2 separate regions of the Ovis aries genome follow, and region 1 is linked to region 2. The links are chromatin contacts, called in public Hi-C maps. All regions are on one chromosome and are shown on one strand. The core of a region is the stretch at or near the end of the contact, and the rest is flanking DNA. Distances in the headings are between cores, read along the strand shown.

What was found. Hi-C and Micro-C count contacts between places; a contact is called where the count stands out from the background.
Region 1: a Hi-C map of mixed tissues shows a contact between it and region 2, with 2.5 times the contacts expected there. The contact joins the promoter of TRAPPC5 here to the promoter of PEX11G in region 2. A contact is called at or near these places in 3 of 16 Hi-C or Micro-C datasets (mixed tissues, omental adipose tissue and retroperitoneal adipose tissue).

The regions. Positions count from the first base shown.
Region 1 is chr5:14,255,619-14,260,964 of ARS-UI_Ramb_v3.0, forward strand. It overlaps TRAPPC5 (trafficking protein particle complex subunit 5), which reads left to right and starts at 1,838. Exons shown (of 2, transcript XM_042250014.1): 1 at 1,838-2,244; 2 at 3,553-4,162. The coding sequence starts at 3,562. The coding sequence ends at 4,128. MCEMP1 (mast cell expressed membrane protein 1) reads left to right here. Exons shown (of 6, transcript XM_060416293.1): 6 at 1-1,331.
Region 2 is chr5:14,091,057-14,096,710 of ARS-UI_Ramb_v3.0, forward strand. It overlaps PEX11G (peroxisomal biogenesis factor 11 gamma), which reads right to left and starts at 1,483. Exons shown (of 5, transcript XM_027969709.3): 1 at 1,362-1,483.

The DNA.
Region 1 (5,346 bases), core at 588-3,087, 160 kb after region 2:
GTGACATGTGTTGCAGGCGCCCACTTCACCGTCAGCGTAAACACACGCATGTGTCCTGCTGGGTGTTGTGTGATGCAGGTGTGAGGGGGTGGAATGGTGGGTACGCCGTGGGAAGGTATCACTGTAATTGTGGATGAGTGTCCTGTCACGCTATGCCGGTGTGAACAAGTGCGTGTCAACACGAGTGTGCCTGATTGCGCTGCCGAGGGTTCAGAGCAGTCCCCGCATGTGTCCATTTGTTTCTGCGCTCACATTTTATGATTCACGATGATAAACCCCAAAGGGAGACCACATGGCTTTCCCGTCTGTTTGGTGCGGCTAGGGGGCTTTGGGACCTGGTCGGGGAGGGTGTGTAAGTGTGCCGAATGGAGAATGGGAAAGGTCATGTGGGGAACATGTGGACCTGATGCCAGGAGCCCTGGGGGCAGCAGGGAGTGCGAGATCCAATGCACCCAGTGGATCACTGTGTGTCCATGAACCTGTACCCAGGGGTGACTAAGTGTTTGTGGACCAAACACTAAGTGTGCTCTTGGACCAAAACAGAAATGAGGGTTTTCTTCTGATAACAAGGAAAATATAGGGAAAAATGAACCGACTAGAAAAGTAGCATAAACGGGCCTGGAAGAGTTAATTAATCCTAGCTTTATTTTAAATGTTACTAATCTGTAGTGTCTGTAACTCTGTCCTTCACAAGGCTAACCTCTAACACTCTCTGAATCTGTGAATTACACCCAGCATCTAACACTCTAATTCTGTGTGAATTACATCCTGTTCCTGTTGTTTTACACTCCCTTGTAGCAAATCACTGCTTGCAGCATTCTGCCTTTCAGAAAGCAGGTCGCCAGTAAATAACCAGGAGAGCAATGGACCCAATTATTGGGTTGCCTGACACTGTGTATTTAGTCGCTCAGTCATGTCCGACTCTTTGCAACTCCATGGACTGTAGCCCTCTAGGCTCCTCTGTCCATGGGGATTCTCCAGGCAAGAATACTGGAGTGGGTTGCCATCCCTTCCTCCCGGGGAATCTTCCCAACCCAGGGATTGAACCCAGGGCTCCCGCATTGCAGGCGGATTCTTTCCCTTCTGAGCCACCTGACACTAGCTCTGACTGTTTTGAAATAATGTAAGAAGAAAAACGCAAGACCTTCATCATTTTGATCCTTGCCACCAACCCGCACCCCCGGACTCGAAGTCCCACCTGTTAGACTTCTCCTGACTCCTCAGGGCCGGGGCTGGGGTTGGGGGCTGGGGAATGGTCTTGAGGCCCCAGGCAGCTGCGTTCCCTCTTTGCCTGGCAAAAAATAAAACTCCTCTTTCTTTTCTCGTCCAAACGTAGTCTCCGTGCTTCTGTTAGACATCGGTGCACAGAGAATCAAGATATTGACATTAACGTCTCCCTAAGTGTGCCTGGCCTCACGGATATATAAGCCCCTGAGTACGGTACTGTGCTCCGGCATGTTATCTGTCCACAAAGCATGTATTCAGGGTCGCAAGTTCCCTCAGATAACTTGTGCCCACGGGCATGCACACGGACATGTTTGTCCGGAAGGTGAGCGTACGTGTGACCCAAGACGAGCAGACGCACACGTGCCTGACACAGAGCCCCTTGTTTACCATCAGACGTGCACTCCTGAGCAGGGGATGACCCATGCCCCTGTCCCCTTGACTGTGGGCTAACCGAGGCCAGCGAGGCCCCTGCCCGGGTACCTGCGCCCTTACGTCGGGTTCCACGGACACGTGCGCCCCACTGCGGCCGCTCTCCGGCATCGCCTCGCGCGCCCTGCCCACACGCCCGTCCCATCGCTGCGCCTGCGCACGCCCCCCCCTTTACGGCGCCGTAAAGCAGCTCGGCCAAATCGGCGGCCGCAGGTCCGGGTGAGATCCCGCCCGCCGCGACCCCTCCCCGGCCCGGGCCGCGTCCATTTCCCGACCCCCTCCCCGCGGGCCTTTGGGTCCTGGGCCAGGGTCTCGGTGTTCGCGATCCCCGGTCATCCCCCACCTCGTCCCATCCGCCGGGGGTGGGGAGCACGAGGAGGGTGGGCTCCTACCCGGCACCGTTGTCTGGTCCACACCCGCGCCGAGGTCACGGGATCCCGGTCTTTCCGTGGCTTAGCTCACCAACCCCGTGGCAGCCGGGTGGAGGGGTTTCTACGCTCTCCGTCCCATCTCGCGCGCTGGGCCCTCCCCATGTAGGCGGCTGCGCAGCGGGGCAGGGACGCCCTGGAGCTCCTAAAATTCCCTCCGGTGCGCTTTTCATCCTCCACGCTGACCCTAGTTGGGGCCCTGTCTCAGCCTCCCCAGACCCGTCCGGCCTCTGGTCCCGTCCCTGCGTAGTGGGGGGTCGGGGCTCTCAGCTACCCCTCCTGACGGTGGGTTTGTGTGTGTGTCTCCGAGCCCTTGACATCGCCCATCCGCGGCCATTCTCATCGCAGATCCACAGTGTGTTTGTCTCAGCATCCCCTAGGGATTTTCTCCCCACAGCCCCACTTCCGGGTCTTTCCCGCCACCGATGGCTTCTCGCTCTGGAGTGGGAGGATCACGGCGCCCCCTCCTGGCTCCGCTCACATCCCGGGTCCGATAGTCCGCCTCCTCCGTCTTGTTTCCCACAGTGCAGCTAGTTTTCTGGAAAGCACGAGGGTGGGGGGCTCTCAGCGCCTTCCCTGGCCACCCCTCCCCTCTTTTTACCAACGCGGGTCTACTCCAAGAGGCATGCTTCGTGCCTGACAAATTCGGTGTGCCCGAGGGTGCGGGTTTAGAAGGGTTGCCAGCATCCTCTCCTGGCTCTCTCCATGTGCCTTGCTTGTTCCCCAAGGCCCCAAACCCTCCTGGCCCTGGGTCTCACCACACCCCCTTACTTCTCTCCTCTGACTTCACCCTGGGAAATCAGCGCTGTTGCTGCTGGAGAGCCTGAGGTGGGGGAGGGATTACTGCTGTGTCCTCTCACGGCTCCTCACCCTCGTCCCCTCCTTGCCCTAGGTCTGATGCCCTGCCCCCTCCCCACACACGTGTCTTCTCGTTACTGGCCCCGGCTTGAAGGGTTCAGGACGATGCTTTTAATGCACAAAGATCACCTGGAACTCATGGGTTGGGGAGGTTTCGAGTGCCTCCTGGGTATCTCTCCTCCCACTTTCCCTCTCCATCAGAGAATAGAAGTGTTACTTGCTCAGTTGTGTCATGATTCTGCGACCCCATGGATGGTAGCCAGCCAGGCTCCTCTGCCCATGGGATTCTCCAGGCAAGAATATTAGAGTGGGTTGTCATTCCTTTCTCTAGGGGATCTTCCCTCCTCAGGGATCGAGCTCAGGTCTCCCACGTTGCAGGCAGAGTCTTTACCATCTGAGCCACCAGGGAAGCCCTCCACTTGCCTCCCTCCCAAGCCCTCTCCTGGACAAGGGTATAAGCCTCATAAGGGAGGTATGCTTTATACGCAGGTGGATTCTCCTTTTCTTCTCATCTCTTCCCACGTGGGAAATCAGCAATGGCATGCACGCGGGAGGTGGTTGGGAGGGGTCTCCTTCCCGCCTCTGACACCCACGTTTCTTCTCCCTGCAGGGAGGCGGCATGGAGGCGCGCTTCACGCGTGGGAAGTCGGCACTGCTGGAACGTGCGCTGGCCCGGCCGCGCACCGAGGTGAGCCTGAGTGCCTTTGCCCTGCTCTTCTCCGAGCTGGTTCAGCACTGCCAGAGCCGCGTCTTCTCCGTGGCAGAGCTGCAGGCGCGCCTGGCGGCACTGGGCCGCCAGGTGGGTGCCCGCGTCCTGGATGCGCTGGTGGCTCGCGAAAAGGGTGCCCGGCGTGAAACCAAGGTGCTGGGTGCCCTGCTGTTCGTTAAGGGCGCCGTGTGGAAGGCGCTCTTTGGCAAGGAGGCCGACAAGCTGGAGCAGGCCAACGACGATGCCCGCACCTTCTACATCATCGAGCGCGAGCCGCTCATCAACACCTACATCTCCGTGCCCAAGGAGAACAGCACGCTCAACTGTGCCAGCTTCACCGCGGGCATCGTGGAGGCGGTGCTCACGCACAGCGGCTTCCCCGCCAAGGTCACAGCGCACTGGCACAAGGGCACCACGCTGATGATCAAGTTCGAGGAGGCAGTCATAGCCCGAGACCGGGCCCTGGAGGGCCGCTGATCCCCCCAAGATAAAGGAAGCAGACAGCCCCCTTCCCAAGTGTGTCTTGTGTCTTGTTTGAGGGCCTCGGAGATCCCCTCAACACCTCGACCGGGGACTTCCCTGGCAGTCCAGCAGTTGGGACTCAGCACTTTCACTGCTGAGAATGTGGTTGGGGAACTAAGGTCCTGCAAGCCACACAGGGCCCTGCCAAACAAAACAAACCCCACCGTGACCCAGGCCCTTGCCTCAGGCTGCTGAGGGTGGCCAGAGTCCTAATACAATGGAGAAGTGGGGGTGGGGGCAGATTTGACCTAGCTTGAGGGTTATGGGAAGTGGGGTGGGATGCGGGGGCCGGGCAGAGGGCAGAGAAACCAGGCCCAAGGAGCTGCTGATTTGGCTCCAAAAGTGAAAGCCGCTCATTCGGTCCGACTGTTTGCAACCCCCATGTACTATACAGTCCGTGGAATTCTCCAGGCCAGAATACTGGAGTGGGTAGCCTTTCCCTTCTCCAGGGGATCTTTCCAACTCAGGGATCAACCCAGGTCTCCTTCATTGCAGGCAGATTCTTTACCAGCTGAGCCACAAGGGAAGGCCCCTGCTGGTTTGGCTGGGGGGGTGGGGGGAATGCTGGCACTTTCTGGAATCACAGCTGGAGGCCATCCATCTGCAGAAGAGGTGTGGGGCGGTGGTGATTAGGGTTCAGGTAGGGTTCTGGCAGGGGTCTGGCTGAGGGAGTTTCCTTTAGACCAGGGGCTGGCTTTACTTTATGTAAAAAACCAGAGTGAGCAGTTGCCTCCCTACCCCCCAGCCTCTCTGGTTACTTTGCGCCCACAGGGGTAGGCAGCAGTAGGTCGAGGAGTGGATGTAGCTGCGCATCTAGAAAACAAGCAGAAGGTAGTTTGTCAACTCCCCTCCGCCCCACCTTTTTTTAGACCCTTGCTACTCCCAGTGCGGTCCTGGGGCTTGGCATCAGCATTTGAAACCAATTGGGTGTCATCTTGGGGGCTCTGAAGGGCCCCGGTACCATGGTCCTTTATGTCTCAGCAAAGAAGAGAATTCAGTGAGTGGCGACGTGATAGGTAAGAAATGATTGATTAGAACAAGACACTAGCAAGGCTTTACAAGCAGGTGGGTGAGAAATGCCACACCCTGAGAATTTAACTGGGCTACAGGTTTATAATCAAAGGAAAAGTGCGGAGGGGGAGAAGACCTCCTTTGTCTTTCTTGAGTAGACGT
Region 2 (5,654 bases), core at 233-2,732:
CCAGTGGTGATTCCGGAATCAGTGGGTGATCTGGAGCATGGTGAACAGGGTCTGCTTCCCCACCCTAACATCTTTATTTCATCTGCTTTTCAGAAGTTGCTTTTTCCTGTTGTTTTATATATTATTTTTACTTGGAATTCCTTTCTGCACCTTCGTAAGGGCAAAAACACTGCATTTTAAGTCCAGCTTTCTTGTTGTTTAGTCACCAAGTCGCCTCTGACTCTTGCAAACCCATGGACTGTAGCCCACCAGACTCCTCTGTCCATGGGATTTCCCAGGCAACAATCCTGGGGTGGGGTACCATTTCCTTCTCCAGGGAATTTAGAATCTGAATACTCAATCAGAGAGGATTTGCCTAGAACCTAAATGCCCAGCCACTGGTACATTCCCTGATACAACTGGAATGCCTACCTGTAAGAGATTGATTGGGACAAGCTCAGAGTCCGACCTCAGCGGCCTGGAAGGAACAATCTACATTCCCAATCTGAGTTGAGCGGAAGGTCAGAACCTAAACATCCAGCCACGGGGAAAGCAGTGCAAAATCTTATATTCCCATATTAGTTTTCGACAACCGAGGAACTAACTATAGTGGCTTAGTCTGATCCTAAATGTCCAAACATGGGTTTGTTTGGCATGGGAATGTCTGGCCAGGCCGAACTTGCCAGAGCAACCTAAGTGCCCAACTTCAGGGGATTTAGTCAGAACCCAAATGTCCAGCCCTAAGGGAGCCCTGCCACACCCCCAATTCTCATACGACATTGTTTGGGACCAGCTCCAGTGGTCCGGCTGGATTCAAATGCACAAACGTGAGGATCTGGCTGGTACTGTGAATGTCCAGTCGTTTGGGGTGGCAGGAAGAACCTACATGTCCACCGCTAGGGGACAGAGCATCTGCCCTGGAGGGATCCTGAGTGACCCCGCTCCCTCTCTGGCCTCAACGTCCCGGTCTCTGGGTTTTGGCCGGACTCCAGGACCTCTGGCCTCGCTCCTTCCCAGCCTCACCAGGCGATCGCGACCCCTATAGGACTCCAGCGCCGACGCCAGATCGCTCAGGGCCACCATAGCGACTCCGCCGTGACGACACCGTGACGCCAGTTCGCCGCGGCAGGGGCGGGCCCTGCGCAGTCCAGGCGGGGTGCGTTCCTGGGAGCTTTCTGCGCAGGCGCTGGCGCGACCCTTTGTCCGGGACTCTGCCCTTTGTCTGCTTCTGGGAGCGGTGAGGTTTGCGGCTTTGGGACCTCTACTTGTGGTTTCTCCTGGCCCTGTGCACCTAGGTGGACGGTCTGAGGTCGCTAACCATGTTTTCAAAGTTAACCAGTTACACACACGCACACATAAAGATTCCAAGCAAAAGCACCAACCTGTTTGCTGTGGTCCAAGAAGAAAGTTTTCTAATTTTTCTGCTTCACCCTTTCTGCTTTGTCGGCTTGTCTTTAGAGAGCATGGTTTGCTGTTATGTCCTGTAAGGCAGTTTTAAAAAGGGAACTTTGGGGAGTTCTCTGGTAGCCTAGTGGGTTGGGACGCTCTGCTTGGACTACAGGGGGCGCAGGTTCCATCTGTGTTTCCGCGTGCCTGAGTGCTCAGTCGTCCGACTCTGCGGACCCCATGGACTCCAGCCCGCCAGGCTCCTCTCTCCGTGGGATTTTCCGGGCAAGAATACTGGAGTGGGTTGCCATGGCCTCTTCCAGGGGATCTTGCCAACCCAGGGGTCAAACCCGCATCTCCTGCATCTCTTGCGTTGGGAGGCGGATTCTGTACCACTGAGCTACCTGGGAAGCCCAAGTTCCTGCGTTCGTGCATAAGTAAACTAGTCCCTTTAAAAAACGAAAAGAGAAATGCATGGAACCGGTCTAGAATAGACAGAAATCTGATAACTGGAATATCCCCGGAGGATAACTGGGTGGCTGATGTTGACTGAAATAAAAACGCACACCATGAGAGCTGTGTTATTCAGTTTTATTGGGGGGTTTACTGAGGACTATAACCCAAGAGGTCTCGGGAAGAGTTGAGCGGAAGGTCTGCACGTGTGTGATTTTGGAGATTATGTGTAATCACGCATCCCAGTGGAAAGTTGTTTCTGGTTACAAAGAGCAAATACTGCAGTTAATGATTTTAGTGCTTTTCTAAGTGTGGGAAGATCGACAAGAATCCACTCATAAATTTTTTTTTCTGAAAACATCTTCACTATCTAAAGACCTGTCCTGTCAATTTTCCCAGAGCAGAGAGCAGTGTTTCTGATCCTCCACCTGGAACTCTTTTCAGGGGGTGTTAAAGGTCAGTGACTGCAGTGGCCAATGACTCAATCCTTGTGGAGCCAGATGGCCAGCCATTAGTCATCACTGGGAAGAGATTAAATGTTCACCTTTGTACTGTTCTGTAGTCTTTGAATTTTGTGCCATCTGCATGCACTAGCTGGAAAAAAAATCAAAGACACTAATTTTTGTTTGACTTAGTATGAATAGAATGCCAGATTTCTATTTTATATTCACTCAAAACTTTGATAGAGTTCCATGTATTTTGGCATCTACCATTACTTCTAAAAGTCTAGAAAGTTTATTATCTTAGCGATTTAAAATTTTTTGAAAGAGGCTTGAAACTTCTAATCCAATTCTGAGAATATAAAGAAATACTATGTTGTAAAAAATCAAAGCACAGAGAATTAACCTGTGATACACTATTATTGACTAATACACAGATTTTGTTCAAATTTCACAAAATTTTGTGTTAGTGTGCATTTGGTTTCATACCTTATTCAAGATTCCACATTGTATTTAGTTACATTGAGCGGCTTCAGCTGCATGCAACAAATTCTGGTAAATTCTCTTTTCATTTTTATTCTATCACAAATATTTTCTAATTTTCCTTGTTATGGCTTCCTAGATTCACCCATCATTTAAAATTGGACAGTTAATTTCCAAATACATGGAGTTTCTAAAGTATCTTTGATATTAATTTCTCAATTTGATATTAATTTCTCAGTTAAATGCTTTCTTCTCTGCAATCACCCTGTGTTTTTTCAGTCTTGTAACTTTACTGAGGCTTTCAATGGCTAAGTCAAAGATCTCTCTCGGTCAATGTCACATTGCAGTTAAAAATATGTGATTTATTTTCAAATATCTTTTGATATTGATTTTCTCACATAATTCCACAGCGATAAGAGAACAAACAGATTCTGTATAATTTCAATACCTTTAGATCATGAAATTTTTGCACCTTGTTTTATGTCCCTCGATATGTTCCAGGGTCTCCTAGGTTATACTCTAGGGGAACTTGAACAGAATTTGTATCCTACTATTGTTTGAAGATTGCATAAATCTTAATTATGTTGAATTGGCTCATAGTCCTTTTTAGATCTACTATATCCTTCTCTCTGCAACCCCATGGACTATACAGTCCCTAGAATTCTCCAGGCCAGAGTACTGGAGTGGATAGCCGTTCCCTCTCCAGGGGATCTTCCCAACCCAGGGATCGAACCCAAGTCTCCTGCATTGCAGGCAGATTCTTTACCAGCTGAGCCAAAGGGAAGCCCACTATACCCTTCTACTTCTCTATATATTCATTCTATTGATTTTGAGAGTTTGATATTGGAACTCCAACTAAAAATCTTAATTTATCTACTTTAAAAAATAATTGTAAGATATAGTGAAACTATATGTATTAATAACCATGTTCTATATTTTCCAAATCTCCCATAAATGTATTACCATACTTTCATAATCTAAAATATAAAAAAAGAAAGAGGAAAAAAAAAGACATTCTTTCAAAGAGGTAACATAGCCTGTTTCCTTTCATTGTTTAAGGTTTATTTATTTTATTTTTTGGCTAGGTCTTTGTTGCTTTGCACAGGCTGTCTGGGGTTGTGGAGAGTTGCTGTGGGAGGGCTTCTTACTGCTGTGAATTCTCAGGTTGCCGAGCGGGCTCTAGGGCACAAGCTCAGTAGTCGTGTCATGTGGGCTTGGTTGCTCTGTTGTCATGTGGATCTTCCTGAACCTGGGATCAAACCTGCATCCCTTGCTTTGCAAGGTAGATTCTTAACCGCTGGACCACCACTGAAGCCCCCTTTGTTTCTTTTTTAATTGAGGTGAAATTCACATAGCTGAGAGCTCAGCTGGTAAAGAATCTGCCTGCAATTCAGGAGACCCAGGTTTAATTTCTGGGTTGGGAGGATCCGCTGGAGAAGGGATAAGCTACCCACTCCAGTATTCTTGGGCTTCCCTTGTGGCTCAACCGGTGAAGAATCCACCTGCAATGCGGGAGACCTGGGTTCGATCCCTGGGTTGGAAAGATCCCCTGGAGAAGGGAACAGCTACCCTCTCCAGTATTCTTGCCTGGAGAATTCCATGGACTGTATAGCCTGTGGGGTCACAAAGAGTCAGACACGACTAAGCGACTTTCACCCTCACTCACATAGCAAAAAGTCCACCCTTTTAAGATGTACAATTCTGTGGCCTTTAGTACATTCACGTGTCATACAGACATCCCATCTTGATAGTTTTCACCACCCTCAAAAGAAACCCTGTCACTCTCTCCTGCAGTCACACTATTCCTCCTCCGCCAGTCTCTAGCAACCACCCTTCGCTGTCTGTGTCTACTGATTTTCCTATTCTGGACATTTCCTATAAATAGAATCATGTAATATGTGAACATTTGTGTCTGGCTTCTTTCACTGACCCTGTTTTTTAAGTTCTCCGCATTGTGCACGTCTCAATAGTACTTAATTCCTTTCATGGGTGAATAATATCCCATGCTCTGGCTCTATCATATTTTTAGCTGCTCATTGGTTGATGGACACTTGGATTGTTTCTACCTCTTTTTTTGTTTGGTTTTTTGCTACACTGGGTCTTTGTTGCTGCTGGAGGCCTTTCTCTAGATGCAACAGGCAGGGGCTACTCTCTAGCTGCAGTGCGAGGGCTCCTCACTGGAGTGGCCTCTCATTTCAGAGCACCGGTTCTAGCGCGGGCGAGCTTCAGTAACTGCAGCACGCCGCTCAGTCGTTGCGGCTCACGGGCTCTGTTGCCCCTGAGCGTGTTGCCCTTCAGAACCTTCCTGGACCAGGGATTGAACTTGTGTCCTTTGCATTGGCGGGTGGTTTCCTAAACACTGGACCTCCAGGGAAGCCTCGTTTCTGCCTTTTGACTCTTGTGAACAGTGCTGCTGTGAACATGGCGTACATGTACTTTTTCTAGTCCCTGCTTTCAGTCCCTACCTACAAGTAGAATTGCCAGGCCATTCTACTATGTTTGACTTTTTAAAAATTTTTTATATGTTTATTTGGCTGTGCCGGGTCTTGGTTGCGCACGCAAACTCTTAGTTGCAGCATGTGAGATATAGTTCCCTGACCAAGGATCGAACTTGGGCCCCTGCATTGGGAACGCAGTCTTAGCCACTGGACCACCAGGGAAGTCCCCATGTTTGACTTGATGAAAATGAAAGTGAAAGTGAAGTCGCTCAGTCGTGTCCGACTCTTTGCAACCCCATGGACTGTAGCCTATCAGGCTCCTCCGTCCATGGGATTTTCCAGGCAAGAGTGCTGGAGTGGGTTGCCATTTCCTTCTCCAGGGGATCTTCCTGACCCGGGAATCGAACCTGGGTCTCCTGCATTGCAGGCAGACGCTTTACCATCTGAGCCACCAGGGGAGCCCTGACTTGATGAG